Regions from separate parts of the Ovis aries genome. Here region 1 is linked to region 2. A link is a contact called in public Hi-C data. All regions are on one chromosome and are shown on one strand. Each heading gives the region's core, a stretch centred on a gene start, on an enhancer-like site or on the middle of the called end of the contact. The rest is flanking DNA. Distances are from core to core; before and after follow the strand shown.

Region 1 (6,388 bases), core at 3,476-5,975, 130 kb after region 2:
CGCTCTTCTCTCTCCTCCGGGGGCGCGCAGGGCGCCGCCCCCCTCTCTGGCCGTCGCTGTGTTCGTGGTGAGGGGTGTCCTCGTGCGGCCTCGCTCCATGCTTCCCATCCCTGGACTCTCGCTGATTCTCACTGTCACGGGGCCGCGGCCGCGGCGAGCCCCTGCTGGACGTGGGCGCCTCTCTTCCGAACTCGCTCCATTCTTGTGTTTCACTCCTTACTGCCTCATGAGACGCGCATAGCAGCTCTTTCCAATCCCAGTGCTTCCGCTGAGTTTTTACACACAGCTGTCGCTTCGGTCATTCTTCCTCCCTCCCTACTGTAGGGTCTTCCATCGTGTGGGCCTCGTGTTTCTGACGCGTGTCTGCATCTCTGAGTCACCGCTGGGCATCCGCTTTGCGCCCTCCCGTTTCTGTGGTCTTAGCAACATCCCTTAATATCACAAAGGCCGGAGGCTAAACCTTTGATGCTGTAAACGTGACGGGCATCTTAAAGACGGCTGCGGGCTGCTCTGTGCCCGGGTTTAGGAGGTTGAGGAGTGGCAAGGGGACATGCCTCCTCCAGGCTGGGATGTGGGTGTCCTGGTTAACAATTGTGCCGTCCCAGGTGCCTGTCTCCATTGATAGAGCTTTTTCTTTTTCTGCTCCAGAAATTGCCAGTCCGTCTCCATTAGACTGTGAGCTCATTAAGAGCAGGGCCACGTTTTTCTCCACCTTCTGTAAAATCCCCATCCATAATGGTTACTACCAGAAAATATTTGGGGTTGTGTACTGAGCAGCTATCAAGGGAGGGTGGTTATACTTACTTAATATTGTTGTGTATTGAACCAATAGGGAAACATCACAGTTAGATTGTTTTTTAAAGTAAGCAGATGACAGAAGCAGGTTTCTTTTAGGCGTTTCCCCATGGTCCCATTTCAGAGAGAGGAGTGGTCCCTGACCCCCGGGGACGTGTTGACCACTCTGAACCAGCACGTGTCGAGAGTTCTAATGCTCATTATTATTCCTTAGGGCGCCAAGGACTCACCCGTACGTCGGGCTGTGAAAGATACCCTTTCCAACCCACAGTCCCCACAGCCATCACCTTACAACTCCCCCAAACCACAACACAAAGTCACACAGAGCTTCTTGCCGCCCGGCTGGGAGATGAGGATAGCGCCCAACGGCCGGCCCTTCTTCATTGACCACAACACAAAGACCACGACATGGGTAAGGCCGCTGCTTTGTTTGGCTCCACTTTCACCCCGAGGCCTGGCATCTGTCCCTGACTCAGTATCCATGGTGCTTGCTGAGAAATTTCCTGACACTATAGTATATCCGCTGAGGGTCTCCTGAGCCTTCGCCTCGACTCTGCACATAGGGGCTGGTGGGAGTGGGTGATTTACTGGCACGGACTCACAGCCACCCTGGGTATTGATGCCTTTTCCTCAGAGCACTCATGGGAAGCTCCAGTGTTGACAGTTTACCGTATTTTGGAAGAAAAGGTAGTGCTCCATATTGCTGGAATTTTGGTATTGCCGCTTCCTGTCTTAGGCTGCTGTGACTTTATTAGGAATTCCAGTCTTTTTACAAAGAATTTCTCTGTGTCACTTCTTTTTTTTGCATTTGTGTTGCCATTACCCATCTTTATTTTGATTTGATGCGTCCTTTTGGTGTTTACAGTTGGCATCAGATATGTATTTTACACTCCAGTGCTACATCACACTCTTTAATCGTGGGTTAGGAGATTAAATTTGTAAATTTGATACCTCTTTTTTGTGATCATCTTGTCGCAGGGTTTTTTCCTTAATAACAGTACTCGTCCTCGTACCCCTGAATCACGCACGAGGGGGAGAGAGTATGTATGCTGTGTTAACTTTGAGAAAAATGAGATTAATGAAAAGGACGTGTGCGTATCTTTACATTCCCCTGTTCGCTCTTCCTTCGTTCAGGGCAGTCAGCGGCGGCTCATTGGAGGTAGCATAGAGTTCTTTTTAAAGTCAGTGCTGTTTTTCTGCTGTTTCATCTCTAGGCCAATAGTTAACCTGAAGTGGGTCCTCAGGTTTCCGACTGTTTCTGATGTTCCCGAAGGTTTGTTTTCCTTCCTGCCCCTTATATCCCCAGCTGACTACCCAGGTATGGAGTTGGGCTCCATTCTTTTTATGTGCTGCACTGCTGTTTAGAACCGATGATTACATGAAATCCGGTTGAGTTTTGGTGATTGTCACTGGCCCTGGCTCTTTGGTCTTGGACCAAGAGTCAACACATGCTTTAAATTCCCACTTCTAGTGAAGACACCAAATATACCCAGTTGCTAGAACAGCAGTATCATGTGAAGGAAGAGACCTGGACCCAAGTGACCTGGACTGTCATTTACACTCTGCCCATGGCACGATGGTAATTCAGTCCCTTGAGAACTGGATTAGGCTCTCTCAGATCTCACGGATCACAGTGCAGTGTGTCTTCACGAGGACATTCTTAGCACTCGGGGCAGGGCTGTGCTTGTTGCTGCGGGGCATTCGCCATCCTCGGCCCCTGCCGCCGGATCCCAGCACACTGAAAAGCTCGGGAGCCCCCAGGCATTTCCCAACACCCCTTAGTGAGAACCACTCCAATTTTGAAGTAAAGGTATAACCTGCAGAGAGAATTTAAAATTCAGATCTGGTAGCATTCATTTGGTAAACTCATCACTACTTCTCAGACGTATAATAAGTAACAGTTTCATCTGAAGATAATATTACGGGTTTGTGGCAACAAGAGAGTAATAGATAGGAAGCTCCTTGGAAAACAGAGTGACAGAGGTTGGTTTCAAAGTCTTTTTTTAACCCCCCTCAGGGATGTAGAACCTGTAGCAGTCCTACTACTGAAGCCATTTCTACTTGCTACAGCATTGCTGGGATTTCAGTTCCTCAGCCAGAAATGGGAGCTCCAGAAGTAGGGGGTAAATATTGTGAAAGTAGATGGATTAGTATATGGAGCCACTGTGGCTTGCCAACATAAGCTATGATTTTAGTAATTTGAACTAGCTTAGTAATCAAATCCCCTAACCTTTTCACAGCCTTTCACGCCACAACTGCAGTGTAATCGCAGCTGGGCAGGTTTTCTTTTAAATAGCACCCGCTTTATTTATTGCCTGCATTGTTGCTGAATGAAACCCAGTTTTTTATTTCCCATTGCCCCTTTCGACCAGATACTCGTGACTCACTGATTTTCAAATTTCAATTTGTTAAAACAATGTTTTGTCACGGGTGCTGTCATGAAAATCCTGAAGGGAGCAACAAAGAGTTCCACCAGCCGTCAACACCCTTCCCCGCTCAGCGTGGAGGCCCTGACACAGCTGCGTTATCCCTGCTAAACAAAGGCCCATCCGCAGCGCTGGCTGCAGAGCACATGCTCTGAACACGTGTTTATTCTGACAAAAGGTGGAGGGATGGGGAGAAACAAGAAGATAACTTTCAGCTTAAAACCTGTGTTGAGTTACTTTGGGGGTTGCTTTGTTTTTGTTTGTTTGTTTGTTTTTTAAAGAAAGAACAGCTATTCTTAGATTTGAGCATTGTCATAAAAGAAAGAAAAACCGGTCAGACAGGTCAAGAGGGATGAAAACGGACATCTTCCCTCTGCACCCCGTGTGCTCTCGAGCCCTGCACAAACCAGAAGCTTCTCCTTTGTATACATTGATAGAAGAACCTTCCTTTTGCTTCCCCAGGCTGGTACTAGTGGTAAAGAATCCACTTGCCAATGCAGGAGATGTGGGTTCGATCGCTGCTGGGTCAGGAAGATCCCCTGGAGAAGGAAATGGCAACTGGCCCCAGTATTCTTGCCTGGAGAATCCCATGGACTGAGGAGCCTGGTGGGCTACAGTCCATAGGGTCGCAGAGTCTGACACACACACACGCACGCACGCACGCGCACACACCCCCCCCCCCTTTGAGTCTGTTTATAAAACACAGCCCTTTGTACTCACGAATCACAGAGGCAGGATGCCAGCCTGCTGTCGGTAATCAAGTCAGACATGTCAAATGCGCATCTCTTGGCCCCCACAGGGGTGGGTTGGCTGTGGATCTCGGGGAGACCCCTAGGGAGGTGAGAAGAGATTACACGAGGCTTCAGTGTGTCTATTGCTTCTGCTGAAGAAGCAGCTCAAAGCATGTGTGTAAGAACATATTTATGTCTTTTACAGGACAAAGCATTGGCTTATTTCTGTAATGAGAAAGATTATACCGTAATTAAGTTTTAGGCTTGTTTTCTTTTCTGCCCAGGTCCAAACTCATAAAAGTCACTGTAGTCCAGGTCTGGTGGTTGCTCCCTTCCAGGCTGGAAAAAGCACCACTGTTTTTTCAACCAGCCAGCATGCCCTTACTTTATCTGTTTTTAATAAGTCTAATAAGAAATTGCGGGTAGGGGAGACATGTGGGATCTTAGTTCCCCAACCAGGGATTGAACCCATGCCCCCTGCCTTGGAAGGCGAAGCCTTAACCACAGGACTGCTAGGGAACTCCCCGAAACCTTTTTTTTTTTTATGTTGATCTTTGCCTTCTATTTAAAAGCCCTTTCAACTGTATTTGAGGGAAGCGGTTGTGAAATACTGATGTAATTGTGAAGGAGGCTCTTCTGTGCTGAGGCAAGGGAGAACAGCCCAGCCCGAGTTGTGTGTTTCACTCCTTCACCTCGCTGGGACTCCGGCTGACTCTCGTCCCTCCGGTTGTCCCAGCTCACATGGGGCCTGGCTGTTTTCCTGCCCTGCCGGCTGCGCCCTCTGTCGGTCAGGGGAGTCCATGGGAGGGCGGCTCCGTGGGGCCCCCTAGGCTGAGCTCCCAGAGCCTGATGGATGGCAGCTGCTGCCAGTGTTTTGATTTTTGTTAGTACAATAAAATCACGTGATGCCCCCACACACACACCGCTGCCTCCAGCCCTCACATTCTCTGGCTTCCAGATTTCTGTGCCGGGCCATTTTAGTAGACCTGGGAAACGGAGTTTATTTTATTCTTCATGCTTCTTCCCCCATTCCCGGTTGGTCACTTTTGTTTAATTGCAGTTGATTTTTTGTTTGTTTATCTTCTTTCAATCAGCAGCTCTTTACCAGAAGAGCTGGTTGTCTTTCACAGTAGCCTGCATGTATAATTCCAAGCATGGAGCATCCAGAAGCCCCGGCCTTGTGATCCCAGCCTCGGACTTTCTCTGAATCCAGCATCATCCAGGGCTGTGGGGGGCCCAGGGTTCCCCATGGTGGGGACATTACTTGGGCCAGCTCACAGTTAGCCTTGGATGTGTTTGGTGGAATTCACCATTCTAAGGTTTTCCTCTTTCCATGACAAAACAGTCACAGATGTTTATCAGATGATCAGCTTTTTGGACCTTCTGAATCCTAAAGCTACTTGTATATCTACTTACACTGTAGGTGTTCCAGTATGCTATAGAATGCTGGAGTGTTTTTAGGTCTCTAATTATCCCTTTAAAAAGTTCAAGATCAATTTCCATCGAAAACTGCTAATATGATTTATTGCTTCTATTAACAGTTTGCTTATAGCTGACAGAAAGCACAGGTTGATTTGTGCATGTGTGATTTTTGTTGTCGTTGTTCTTGCCAGCCCCCAAACCTGTCACTTTGTCATTATCTGGTGATACTAAGGGTTTATACTGTTCATTTGGGAGAAACATTTTTAAAGCTTTGTCGAGGTATCGTGCACATCCCATACAATTCACCCGTTTAAAACATACCTCAGAATGATGTTTAGAGCATCACACACGGGCAGCCATCACCATCATCAGTTGTAGGACATTTCCATCCCGCCAAAGGAAACCCCATGCCCATTAGCAGTCACGCTCCATAATCCAGATGTTTAATACAGTCTTGGTATATAACCATATGTAACTTCATATCTCCAGCAAAAAGTGAGGTTTATTATTTTCCCAGTTTTATATTAACTATTTCATTTTCTTGCTGACTTGGGAAAATGCTGAGGCAGAAAACCTTTTAGTAATTTTAAGAGCAACAAAGGCTTTAACATTATTGAAATACAGGGTTGTTTTGGGTTTTGTTAAGATTTTAGGGTGACTTTTTGTTTTCCTGTTAGGCTTATTTAGTTAATAATGTTATCATTTTGTTTTCTAGTCATTTGAGCTTAAAAGATTATCATTTTGTTTGTTTTCTAATCTTTTGAGTTTAAAATTGGGATTCCCTAGGTTGCCCTGCATTTTTAATTGGGTCTGTATAAGTGAAGGGGCAACTGCTAGACTCTAAACCAGAACCTCTGGGCAAGTTCTTGTTCTCTGTGAGACTCGGTTTCCTTGTCTAAGGGAGCAGAGATTATGTGCCCAACCTCCTAGCAAGGTAGCTGCAGGATCGTACATCTGACTGCTCTTGGTAAGTTACAAAGCATGACCCAAGATGTCAGGGCATGTATTTTTCTT
Region 2 (7,127 bases), core at 1,350-3,849:
ATGGTGAAAGTAAGAGAGGAAAAAGAAATGCCTTCTCTTTGGACCAGAGAAAAGCAGTGGGAATGATTCTCACGTACAGTGTATTTTTGTGTTTTGTTTTAAAGGTTTTGTTTTATATCTTTTGGAGTCTTGTACTGCAACTAAATGTTGAGTTTTTTTCTTTTCTATTTTTGTTTTATTTTTTAATTGAAAGAATTTTGTGGTTTTCTGTCAAACCTCACATGAATCAGCCATAGGTATACATATATACCTATGTTAAAAAACACTGTTAGGACATTCTTTTATTACCCTGGAGAATAATGAAAAGATATCAAACGAAGGCAGGAGCAGAATGTAGGGCTTTGCTACTTGAGGAATATAAGAACTTTATTCTAAAGTGGTTTGTTTGGTGGGTGTGGGGAGCCCTCTGTCCTTACTGACAGTATCTTAGAGGCGGTTGGTAAGACTTTGGGGTTATGGCGGTGGCCCTGGGGTGGGAGGGATGTTTTGTGTTTCTGAATTTTTTTCCAGACAGTGTTTGTACCTCTGAGGGCTTCAAATAGATTTTTAGGTGGTCACTCCCCTCGCTTGGGCAGAAGCCTGTTCCTCCCTGTGGTTGCTTCCCTCGTGGGTGTTGAGTTAGCCGTGATTTCACGCGCTGCCCCTGTCAAGGGCTTCTGGTTCTCCAGGTGGACTGGTCTCTCCCCTCAGATCCCAGGGGCTCCTGAGGTCATTCACCTCCTCGGTGATGCCCGAAGCCCAGCTTCTCAGGTGTTTTCAGCGGCTCCGAATTCCACAGATGGTCCCTTGACACACCTGCGGCCCGTGTCTGTGTGCCCTCCAGCGCAGCCTGGCTTTCTCAGCGTCCAGTGTGGGCGCGGGTCGCAGGCGCCGTCACACCCGCTGGCCAGGACTTGGGGCTTGGGCCTGCCTGACCGAGCCCCCCAGCTGCCCACCTGGAGTCAAAGACAGCTTCGTTTCTGAGGCCCGAGGTCTAGATCTTAGGGAAACTCCTTCCTGCTTTGGTGTTGTCCCCAAAACCGCATCAGCCAAAACAGGTAAACCACCAGCTGGACTCTCAGCTGAGACCGACGTGAGCCGCTGACTCATCTTAGAAGCAGTTACTGGGGAAAAGGGAGAATTCCAGCTCTCCCCCCCGACATCAGCCCAGAAGACAACTCCTGGAAAACAGAGGCGTCCGTGGAAATGTTTGGAACGGCACGTGGACGTGTGACAGGGCATGTCCTCCCAGAGGCAGTTAGCGGTCATCGCTCCAGACTAAGTGGCAACTCAGAGATGATGGATTCTAGTCGGGTAACTGGGGTTGAATAGAAACACATTTAAAAATCACCACTTGCAGTGATGTAAGCTGTCCTGCTCGCTTCACTATTACTCATCCGCCCTCTGCGGGTGACGGGATCACATGTGATTATAAAGCACCTCTGACTCAGGTCAATGACTGGAAACCTCGTCATATTACAGAGGGCATCTGGTCACAGATTCTGGAGCAGAGGTCAGCGACGGCCCTGGGGCTGGGACCTTTGGGAACGTTTTCCAGGGCCGGGATTTGGTTTGAACCTGCAGCTCAATTAACAGGCTTGGCGAGTTGATTTTTGGCCAAGATCTGCCATACTGTGTAGACAAGCTTGAGACTCACGGAAGTCTCCAGCCTTGTTAGAGGAAAGAGTGTGGTGGGCTTTAAGGAATTTTAATGTCTCCCACTTTTTCTTTCTTGCCCTGTTGTGTTGAGGTTTTCAAGGGCGTGATTGCATGTGAGGTTCGTGAGTGGTGTGTCTGAAGGACACTGACCTGTCTGGTAATACGTTTGTGTGGCTATCTTAACTCATCGACAAGGCTATTGAGTATCCTTGTTCATTCGTTTAGAATAATTTGTCTTCTTATTTGAGTCTGTCCCTGACCAAATATTTATTAAGTATCTTTGTGTTGGAGACCTCTTTTTCGCTTCCAAGTTGCAGTTTTTGTGGAGCTCAGATTCTTTTTAAAAGGCTGACTGTTTCTCCCCCTTCTCATTCTTGTTTTCACTGGGTTGATTTTCTTTTTAAATACATACTTTAGCCACCCTTAAGCATGGAGCTGAGTGGGGATGGCCATCAAAGACAGTTAACATTTAATTGATTGGTGAGATTAAGCAGACTGGGAAAAATATGTTTCCCAATTTCATTAGCCAGTTAAAAAAATTGTTTTTCAATTCTTTGTTCATTCACAGGGAGTCCACACAGTGATTTTTCCCTGTGTGTGCGTGCACTTGCATGCCAGAGGAGCCCTGTTTCTGAAGGAAATAAAGAATTTAACGGCTAGGACGATTACGTCAGCTAAAAAGTATGCCTGTCAGAGAGAGTATGAGAGTGAGAAGACCGAAACGGGGCCCAGTCACTTCCGGGGACCTGCACACCCCAGGAGATGGGGCATCACCCACTGCAGGGATGTTATGGGGAAAATTAGATTTGGAGCATGACACAGCACAGAAAGCTTTGATGACAAATCCAGCATCTTAGTTAGGCAATAAGCCGCTTAAGGCTGAGACCCGCAGACAGTGAGACTCAGAGGCGTGCTGGCAGGTGGGGCACGGCCTGCCCCTCCCCGGCCCAGAGCTGCAGGCCTCCTGCGCTTGCCCAGCCGAGGTGCCACCTGCGTCATCCTGAAGTCGCCCTTTCGCTGTGCTCTGTATCTGGCTTGGCTGCTGCTTTTTTAGGGGAGGGGAGAAGTGTGGGCAGAGAAGGAAAGAAAAAGCAGTTGGTGAGTTCCGGGTGAAGAGTGCACCAGTAAGTCTCTAAGTGGCTTCCCAGTCTTGTGGTGAGGCTCAGTTATTTATTCAACAAGGGTGCACGGAGCCCCTGGGGGTGCCCACTCGGGAGCCGGGTGCTGGAGAGGCCCGGGGCAGCAGGAGGGGCCAGGTGTACACTGGTGCCCGGGCCGTGGGCCACACGGCATCTGAAGGGAGCTGCAGCCGACAGTCACCAAGGGAACATGTCAGTGTGATAACCAAGCAAGGGAACAACAATGGCATGGGCGGACAAGCCTTTCTTTTTTTTCCTCAGTCGCTGTCTCACGAGGCAGCTTCTAACATTTTCCAGTACGACTGTCTTTTGGTTCATTTGGAAGTTGTGGCCGACACTGGGATAGTGGTCAGAAAACCTGCTTTAAAAAGGCTCTGCCAACTCCTCCCCGTAGAAGGTTACAGGTTATTGTGTTCAGAAGGGACAATGCTGCCATTTATCTTATAGACCAGAATGCAAAGTTGTTTTCCTGGAAAAAAATATTTCCACTCACCTAGCATGCTTATCTTTTCTTGCCAATGTTGGAAGCCAGGGACAGGCACATCATTGGAGTAGTCCAGGAGGGACGAGTTATTCCGCCCTCTCAGACATGTGGCAGCCTGGATACAGAAGCAAAGGGTCGGTCCTGTGGCCGCACCGCTGGTGTGACACAAGTTTTGTTCTTTGCCACATGGGGCCCTGTCGAGTTAAGTGACGTCCAATACTGAACTCTCATTTTTAAGTCAGAATTTATTTTAGCATTTTATAGAACCAAGCCTTGTAAATTACTGCTATCTTGAAAGTATAGGATTGGAAAGCCCCCCTTACCATTTGGTGAGATTCAATTCAGTTCAGTCGCTCAGTCGCGTCCGACTCTTTGCGACCCCATGAATCGCAGCACGCCAGGCCTCCCTGTCCATCACCAACTCCCGGAGTTTACTCAAATTCATGTCCATCAAGTCGGTAATGCCATCCAGCCATCTCATCCTCTGTCGCCCGCTTCTCCTCCCCCCTCCAATTTTTCCCAGCATCAGGGTCTTTTCAAATGAGTCAGCTCTTCGCATCAGGTGGCCAAAGTATTGGAGTTTCAGCTTCAACATCAGTCCTTCCAATAAACATGTAGGACTGATCTCCTTTAGGATGGACTGTTTGGATCTCCTTGCAGTCCAAGGGACTCTCAAGAGTCTTCTCCAACACCACAGTTCAAAAGCATCAATTCTTTGGCGCTCAGCTTTCTTTATAGTCCCAACTCTCACATCCATACATGACTACTGGAAAAACCGTAGCTTTGACTAGATGGACCTTTGTTGGCAAAGTAATGTCTCTGCTTTTGAATATGCTGTCTAGGTTGGTCATAGCTTTCCTTCCAAGGAGCAAGCATCTTTGAATTTCATGGCTGCAGTCACCATCTGCAGTGATTTTGGAGCCCAGAAAAATAAAGTCAGTCACTGTTTCCCATCTATTTGCCATGAAGTGATGGGACCAGATGCCATGATCTTCGTTTTCTGAATGTTGAGCTTTCAGCCAGCTTTTTCGCTCTCCTCTTGGTGAGCTCAATGGGCAGCAATCGTGGCATCTGGTTATTTCCCAGTGTGGGTGGCAGCTCCAGGAAACAAACCTGGTGCCTTACTCCAGGGCACCTGCCCGCAGTGACGTTGCTGCTGCCGCTGCTTAGTCATTGCAGTTGTGTCTGACTCTGTGCAACCCTACGAACAGCAGCCCACCAGGCTCCTCTGTCCATGGGATTCTCTAGGCAAGAAGACTGGAGTGGATTGTGACGCCCTGCTCCAGGGATCAAACCTGGGCCTCCTGCATTGTAGACAGAGTCTTTACCCCTGAGCCACTAGGGAAGCCCCCAATTATGTTGCTATGTTGCCTTAAATCAACTAAACCAGGACAGCCATTAAAGGAGGAGGAAAAAAAAAAAACCCCTATCTTTGTCAAATGTGCAATTGTTAAATTTTTGTGAGGGTCTCCCACTTAATAATTTGTCATTTCCTTCAAGTTATTAAAAAAATCACCCTTTCAGACAGCTTCCAGGACCATCCAATTGAACAACAATCAGTGCCTGCCTCCACCTCCCAATGTCAGTCCTCTTTGCCTGCTGTGTGTCTTTTTAAAAAGTTATTCATTTATTTGGCTGTGCCCAGTCTTAGTTGTAGCTCGTGGGATCTTGGATCTTTAGTTGTGGCATTCAAGCTGTTAGTTGTGGCATGCAAGATCTAGCTCCCTGGCTAGGAACCCCCCTGCATTTCTAGTTCCCTGACTAGGAACCCCCCTGCATTGGGAGCACAGGGGAGTCTTAGCCCCTGGACCACCAGGGAAGTCACTGTGTTTCTTATCTCTTTAGTGTTTGTAGTCTGCTTACCACCTGTCTCCCCTTGCTGGAGGGTGACGTTCACAAAGAAAACAAATCCTTTCTTCCCCGGTGAATCGCAGGTGCCTGGACCAATGCCCGAGGCATAGTAGGTGCTCAGTGAATGGGCTGAGAGAAGGAGCAGAGAGGAAACCAGACGCTCATGCCTTTGGATGGGCTATGGAGGGAGCCTCTGGGTGTCCTTGGAGTCCTGACTTAGTCATCTGGGGGCTGTGATTTCTTCTGAGTTGTCAGTCCCTAGAGGGGAGTTGTCTGGAGCTCGCCTTATACCATCTTGAGGCGTTAGCAAAATGGACTTGGCTGGGTGGCTCTCGTGACTCTGGAGGTCTCATCACCAGCCTTTCCCACAGGCTTTTCCCACGGATCAGGGTCGAGTCCCCCGCTTCTGTTACACAGAGATCTCTGGTCCCCCGGGGACTAGCTCCATAGAGCTCCTTACAAGCTGTTCACCGACGTGAAGAGTGTTTTACCTCCTGTGGGTTTTCCCTGCCTAATTGCCACTCTGGTTTTCAACCTTCAGCACGCTGCGGTCGCATGCTCCACTGTGGTTTTACTTAACCTGAATCCTTTATTAATTGCCTCCTGTTCAAACCCCCTCAGAGCAGGTATCCTTCACTTTCAGCTTCTGCTCCATTACTACTGGATTTCTTTGTTTCAGTCATGGCATGAGGAAAAAAAAGAAAACAGAGATTGTGAGCGAGGCTGTTCTATTTCCATCCGAAGTACCCCAGTTTGGGCAGTATCATACTTTCATAGAGATGGCCGTCGCCTAGCCCATGAATTCTCCGTGCTCCGTGTACATTGTCCGTGCACATTCTCCGTGCTCGGTACGCACGGTGACACTTTACAGTCTCTGCTGACGACAGAGCTCACAGTTGCCCACCCTCTCACCTCACCCTCCATGCCTAATCTGCCTTTGGGTCATCACTGAACCCATGTCGTATATGCGAGTGACCAAGACATGGCCCCATTTGCAAGTCGCTCCTAGACCCGTCCCAGTAACGGTCACGCAGGTAAGCCACGGCGGTACTGGTTGTCTTCTACCAGTGGGCGTGGGTTTGGCATTAAAAAAACCTTCTCAAAGACAGCTGAGCTAGTCTTTCAGGTTGAGTGAGGGTCGGTGCAGGCGTGGTGGGATCAGGACATTTCCAGGAGAGGAGGAAAAGCATAGTGTTTGCTAAATGTGCAAGGCACACGGAAGATGACCTCCGAGGGGCAGGCAGAGGCCAGAGCCGGGCAGACTGTGGGTGCCACGGTCGTCTGGACTTTATCTCTGAGGTTACCAAGAACCACGTTCCCATGGGTGTGGCTTGGGCGATCGGGTTGTCATTCGGCTGCATAAAGAAGACGTGGACTGGAAGAGATGAGGCTTGTGGCAGATTTCCTCCGTGAGGCATGTCACCACTGGCTTGGGATGGCCAGAAGGTTCCTTTGTTTTCTTTGGTGCTCAAGCTCTAGGGACCAGCTGCAGGCGACTTGGCCACCCCTTCGCTGTTACCAGTCTTGGAGAAGAAGCGGATGTGAGCCCACCCAGCGAGCACTGTAGAGTGAAAGAGGTCGAAGATAAAATGGGGGGGGTGGGGGGACAGCATATAACATGTGTTTCTCCGGCCTGGGTGTCCTGGTCTCAGTTCTTCATATGAGACGCACGTGCTTGTCCACACCTGCGGTTCACTCCTGAGTGCTGTGTTCTAATCACCCTTAGAGCCTTGCTACACCCACCAGCAGTATCGCCTGGGAGCTTGTGAGAAATAACCTCACACTTCCTTAAGCACAAAGCATTAACACAGAGTCCTCAGGTGATTGCTTTGCCTGGCAGAGTGCTCGGAGCCCTTTTGTAGAACTTCTTTGCCAATCACGTAAAAGCAGAGGGTTTGTTTCTTCTTCTGTGTTCTCTATAGGACCTCATTGCTTTTCAAGTTTTCTCAAAATTGCAGACTGTAGAATATACGGAGTGTAAATCTAATCAACAGCTAATATGTGGCACTTGGCTA

Evidence for each region. A called contact is a pair of places that touch in the nucleus more often than the background predicts.
Region 1: a Hi-C map of mixed tissues shows a contact between it and region 2, with 1.9 times the contacts expected there. The contact joins two enhancer-like sites. A contact is called at or near these places in 4 of 16 Hi-C or Micro-C datasets (mixed tissues, muscle, omental adipose tissue and 1 more).

What each region holds. Positions count from the first base shown.
Region 1 is chr23:57,816,011-57,822,398 of ARS-UI_Ramb_v3.0, forward strand. It overlaps NEDD4L (NEDD4 like E3 ubiquitin protein ligase), which reads left to right. Exons shown (of 33, transcript XM_042239245.1): 17 at 1,010-1,207. Among named protein-coding and RNA genes, the nearest start is that of ALPK2, 260 kb to the right of the region's middle. Within about 2 kb of position 4,726, at least 16 of the 54 cell types and tissues checked have an H3K27ac peak or open chromatin away from gene starts, as enhancers often do.
Region 2 is chr23:57,685,797-57,692,923 of ARS-UI_Ramb_v3.0, forward strand. All of the region lies in intron 3 of NEDD4L (NEDD4 like E3 ubiquitin protein ligase), which reads left to right. Among named protein-coding and RNA genes, the nearest start is that of TRNAE-UUC, 170 kb to the left of the region's middle. Within about 2 kb of position 2,600, at least 25 of the 54 cell types and tissues checked have an H3K27ac peak or open chromatin away from gene starts, as enhancers often do.